Linked DNA regions of Gossypium arboreum: region 1 is linked to region 2. Evidence: chromatin contacts called from public Hi-C data. All regions are on one chromosome and are shown on one strand. The core of a region is the stretch at or near the end of the contact, and the rest is flanking DNA. Distances in the headings are between cores, read along the strand shown.

Evidence for each region. Hi-C and Micro-C count contacts between places; a contact is called where the count stands out from the background.
Region 1: a Hi-C map of leaf shows a contact between it and region 2, with 2.1 times the contacts expected there. The contact joins the promoter of LOC108452836 here to the promoter of LOC108452432 in region 2. A contact is called at or near these places in 3 of 5 Hi-C or Micro-C datasets (all in leaf).

What each region holds. Positions count from the first base shown.
Region 1 is chr5:78,982,981-78,985,950 of ASM2569848v2, forward strand. It overlaps LOC108452836 (probable glutathione S-transferase), which reads right to left and starts at 1,563. Exons shown (of 2, transcript XM_017750618.2): 1 at 1,246-1,563; 2 at 231-838. The coding sequence starts at 1,563. The coding sequence ends at 494. It overlaps LOC108453280 (ubiquitin carboxyl-terminal hydrolase 25-like), which reads right to left. Exons shown (of 6, transcript XM_053028013.1): 6 at 1,456-1,624. The coding sequence ends at 1,585. It overlaps LOC108452838 (a long non-coding RNA gene), which reads left to right and starts at 2,245. Exons shown (of 4, transcript XR_001866458.2): 1 at 2,245-2,432; 2 at 2,614-2,970.
Region 2 is chr5:78,834,892-78,837,877 of ASM2569848v2, forward strand. LOC108452432 (probable glutathione S-transferase parA) reads right to left here and starts at 1,564. Exons shown (of 1, transcript XM_053028764.1): 1 at 277-1,564. The coding sequence starts at 788. The coding sequence ends at 411.

The sequences.
Region 1 (2,970 bases), core at 313-2,812, 150 kb after region 2:
ATGAAATGATGCTTACCGACTGGGTTGTTGCCCATACTTAGTTATTTTCTACGACATTTAATATATATTTTAGGTGGCCTTAGTTCTTTGGTTGCTGAAATAAAACAGAAAAGAAATGAAAAAGGTGGGGCCTGAACATAACATCTTTTACAAATTACTCTAGTTAAGTAATCTTCAAGTCTAAGTCATTAAAATTAAATTTCTAATCCTATGAATTTTGGGGGCTACACTTTCTTAAAAAAAAGGAAAAAAAAATCTCCATTGAGTGCAGTATTAGCCACAACTTTTTGGTAATCCAAAATTGGACAACCAAGTTTGACAATGACATTAGAGGAAAAAAACAACACAAAAAAAAAACATAAAAATTATAATTAATTCCACTCCTTAAAACAAAACAAAATTCAAATCAACATTCAAGGCACAACGAAGTGCCCATTTATTTAAGAAACATAGATATTAGGCGAGTCTTGAAATGTATTGTAAGCACAATATTTTACTCAATTCCGAACACTTTCTTCAAATGCAAAACAAAGTCATAGATTTTGTCTTGATCAGGCAGGGACTTGGAAACAGTGTCTTTCTCCATGCACCTTTTAGCCCATGCAATCAACTTGGGGCACTCTGTTTCAATGCTAAAATTCCCACACTTTTCATAGGCATAAAACCAACTGTAAAATGGAACCAACACAACATCAACGTAACCAAGATTCTCCCCACCAAAATAAGCCTTATTTCCAAGCTCTCCTTCCAACAATTTCAGGCACTCAATGAACTCTTTCTTTGCTGCTTCTTGTTCTTCTCCCTTTGTGGTCCATAATTTCCTTCCTAGATCATATATCTGCATTTCATTGACCATTAATTTATCCATACAAGATAAATTTAAATGATTTCAATCATATAATACTAAATTATGAAAAATAAGAATTTAAAAAAAAAAACTAATTCGCAAAAGATATTGAAGCTAAACCTAGATTAGTAGCCTAGGTAAACCATTTAGTTTAGTCTCTTAAGAGACACCTACTAGAGTTCAAAAGCTTGGTCTCCAAGCCTACTTGGGGTTCGAATATAAAATATCAGAACAACATATCTTCTTATTATCAAAATTACCCAAAAAGGAAAGCAAGTAAAACACAAGAAAATTCTAACCGAACCAAATCAACCTATGCAAGCAGTGCTTAAGCTCAAAAGTTCAAAGGCAGTAAGGCAAACCAAAAACTCATAAAAATGAAATGGATAAGAGAGAACCTTGTTGTCAACAAAATCACCCCAAAACCTAGCGATGGCTCTTTGGTAAGGATCAGTAGGGAGTAGGGGAGATTTATGCGGCCAAATCTCATCAATGTATTGAACCTGAATGAGGGACTCACAAACAGGTTTTCCATTATAGATTAGAACAGGGATTTTCTTATGAACAGGGTTCATCTTCAGAAGCAAATCACTCTTGTTCCTCAAATCTTCTTCCTTGTACTCGTATTTTATCTCTTTCTCCGCCAGAGCAATCCTCACTCTCATCCCAAAAGGACTTGGCCAGAAATCCAACAATACTACATCTTCATCACCCATTTTTTCAATCTCAAAACAAATTCAAAATGATTTGAACTCTTTTTTCTTAGGTTCTAATGTCAGAAACTGAAGGGTTTTGCCATAGTATTTATAGATGAAAAGTTTAATGTTAGTGGGGTCGTCTCCTGTGACTTTCCTCACTACAAATAAATTATTCTTAAAAATAAAAGATATATATCTCAAAAAGTCTGAAGCATTTTTAAATACACAATAATTTACACAATAAAATCCATGCGGTCCCTGTTATTATATGAAAAATAATATTAAATTACTTGAGAGGGACATCTATTATAAATATAATTTTGCAATAATTTAGTGAAAGGATAAAATTATAAATGAGAATAATGTTAAATATAAGAAAATTCAAAATAAAGTGAGATAAAATTTGAGAGATTATTTCTTTAAAATTTTATTTTATTTTTATATCATTGTAACATACTATTTATATTATTTAATTTTTTTATAAATAGACTGGATTTATAAAAATTTGAACTAAAAAAAGCCTGCCTCTCACTTGGACTTGGGTTCAAGGAACAGGCCTCAAAAAACATAGAAAGTAATAGAAGTAAAACAGGCATAGAAAACCATACTCCTAACTAGCCTCCAACAAAGATGACCCAAAAATAAAATTGAAAAAGGAAACCTACCTTAGATATTTCTAATCGATAAGAAAACAGCTGGATCCCATTAATGGCTTGTCTTTTCATTGAAACGTCATAGTTCTTGAACGTAGAACCCTTCAAATCTCATAAAATCTTCTAGGCTTTTGCTACACGTTTCCAAATGACCATTTTTTTTCATCAGTCTGGAGCCCCTGGCTGTATCCTTTCCATCGCTCGTCGAACATGCTCTAGAACACCTCCCTCCAGGTAATGACCTTCATTTACTTTCAGCGCTTCCTTTGCAATCACATGAGCAAAGATGTTTCCTGTCTTTGGGATGTGGTGAAAGTTTAGTTTTTGAAAGAAATGCTTCATATCTTGAATATCTCTTATTATTGCTCCAATAATCGATTTATCTTTGTCTGTACTCTGAATTTTTTTATAACAGTTCTTGAATCTCCAGTTATTTCGCATACACTAAGACCCATTAATATCCCTAACCTTATTGCTTGTACTCCCGCATGCGCTTCCACTGCAAACGATGAAGCAACATTAGAGTAGATGACCGATTTCGATGCCAAAATATCCCCTCGCATGTCTCGAACTATCAGCCCCGAGGCAGATCAGGAAAATTGTTGGTCAAAAGCCACATTGAAAGAAATGACTACGCTCGTCCTTCGATCTTCATGACTAAAAACCATTTCTGTATCAGAGATAAGTAGTTTCTCTTCTAATCCTTGCAACTTTGATATATAACTGATTATTGTCTTGAGATCTCTCACTTGTTCTGTTTTTACTTTCATAT
Region 2 (2,986 bases), core at 314-2,813:
CTATAAGGATGGTTTTGGGCTGCCAAATTACTTGGTGGATTAATCCTCTTTATTTAACACAACTGGGCCTATTTTCTTTTTTAAGCTTATAATTGATTTTTAACCCAATTTATATTGGATAAAAATTAAGTATAAAATTTGTTCAATAACTATATGCCAAATTAGCCATACTCTTAATTCACTTGATGTAAAAATTTTCCCAATGGTTCAAGCTTCTCATGGTGTATGCCGAGCCGATTTTCACCATTTGTGCAAAATTGTTGAAAATAAATCAAATTTGTGTAAATTCATTATTTTATCATTAAAGTAAGAATTTCGACAAAAAAATACTGTGAAATTGCATGAATTAGAGCTCAAAAGGTGTTGAAAAAGTATATTTAATTTTGTGTTTCAGTTGTAAGCACAATATTTTACTCAATTCTGAACACTTTCTTCAAATGCAAAACAAGGCCATAGATTTTGTCTTGATCAGGCAGAGACTTGGAAACACTGCTTTTCTCCATGCACCTTTTAGCCCATGCAATTAACTTGGGGCACTCTGTATCAATGCTAAAATTCCTACACTTTTCATAGGCATAAAACCAGCTGTAAAATGGAACCAACACAACATCAATGTAACCAAGATTCTCCCCACCAAAATAAGCCTTGTTTCCAAGCCCTCCTTCCAACAATTTCAGGCACCCAATGAACTCTTTCTTTGCCGATTCTTGTTCTTCTCCCTTTGTCGCCCAGACTTTCATACTCTCTAAACCATATATTTGCATTTCATCCACCATTAATTTATCCATACAACACAAAATATAATGATTTCAATCAAATAATACTAAATTATGAAAACTAAGAAACTTGTATTTCTTTTAAATCAATTCGTAAAAAGAGATTGAAGCTAGACCTAGATTAGCAACCTACATAACTTTTAAGCTTAATCTCTTAGAGTTAAAAATCTTGGTCTCCTAGGCTACTTGGATTAGAATATAAAACATAAATAGTTTGTGGTTTATTAATCTTATTATCCAAATTACCTAAAAAGGAAAGAAAATCCACCTGTACAAGCAATGCTTAAGCTCAAAAATTCAAAGGTAGTAAGGCCAAAGAAACCCATAAAAATGAAAAGAAAGAGAAGAGAGAACCTTCTTGTCAACAAAATCACCTCAGAACCTATCGATGACTCTTTGGTAAGGATCAGTAGGGAGTAAGGGAGATTTATGCGGCCAAATCTCATCAATATACTAAACCTAATTGAGGGACTCACAAACATGTTTACCATTGTGGATAAGAACAGGGATTTTCTTATGAATACGGTTCGTCTTCAGAAGCAAATCACTTTTGTTCCGCAAATCTTCTTCCTTGTTCTCGTATTTTATCCCTTTTTCCGCTAAGGCAATCCTCACTCTCATCCCAAAGGGACTTGGGAAGAAATCCAACAATACTACCTCTTCATCTCCCATTTTTTCAAACTCAAAACAAATTCAAAATGATTTGAACTCTATTTTTTTTAAGTTCTAATGTCTGAAACTAAAACGGTTTTGCAATTGTATTTGTAGACAAAGAGTTTAGAGTTAGTGGGGTCATCTTCTTATGACTTTCTTGACATACAAATAAATTATTCTGAAAATTAACCAAAAAAATATGTCAAAAAGTCTAAATCATTTTTAAATACGCAAAAAGTAATTAAAAATATATAATTTAAAAAATAATTTCAATTGCCCCAATTATTATATTAAAAATAAGAGTTAAATATAAAATTGGTACTTGAACTTGTCTAGTTCTCCTAAATTGATATCTATAGTTTTTTTATCCGAAATTGGTACCTGAACTTTTTGTTTGTCAGTCAGTTTGATACTTTTTCTTAACATCGTTAAGTTTGGGTCAAGTGTCAGAATAAAGTTGTGACACGTGTCATGATGATTTCATAATCTAGAAAATATATTAAAAATCAATAAAAATATTTTTAAAAATTATTTCCATTTTCTTTTCATTTTTTCTTATTTGCTCCTTTTTCCGGTATTCCTTTTTTCTTCCTTCTTCCTCTAGTCACTTTGCCTTTTTCTTTTTTGGGTTCATTCAACATTTCTGGGTTCTTTTGGAAAGAAGTTTAATGTTTAATGTTTAATGTTTCTAGCATTGCCCTTTGAAGTTTGAAAGGAACTAGATGGTCTATGGCTATTGATCAATTTCCCATCTGATTCTGATTTCATTTATGTAACACCTCTTACCCGTATCCGACATCAGAGTAGGGTTTGAGGCATTACCGGACCAAAACATAAACATTCTTACAAAATCAGGCCATAAAATTTCATTTAATTCAAACCATTTATACACAAGCATATTGCCCCTCATACGGGCTCATGGGGCCCAAAACATACATTGAGAACGAATTGGGACTAAAAGAGAACTCTCAGAACTTTCATAACACTTAGAAAATTTTTCATCAAAACAGGGGTCACACGCCCATATGGGTAGGGCGTGTGGTCACACACGTCCGTATCCTCAGCCCGTGTAACTCTCTGTTTATGATGTCATCAACAAACTAGGGTCACATGACCAAGTCACATGCCCGTGTGCTTAGGCCGTGTGGCGAATTAAATTCCAAAAATCAGGTGCAGACTTCACATGGCCTAGGCACACACCCATGTCCTTAGGTCGTGTCCTTCACACGGCTGAGACACACGGTTGTGTCTCTGCTCGTGTGTTTACTACTGGGCATTCTTCTTTGCAAGAATTAGGGTGCAGGGGACACACGGCCGAAACAGATGCCCATGGGGCAGACCATGTATCACACGTAGCCTAGACACATGCTCGTGTGTCTGCCCTGTGGACAACTTTGAGGATATTTTCCAAGCCTTTTGTCACCCATAATAACACATACACACTTATTCATATCAATGACAACTTACATGACATAGATGAGAACTTACACATTCACAACCATGGCTCATGCATATCAACTTCTTATCAATTAGTACTTGTTAAGACTCTATATATT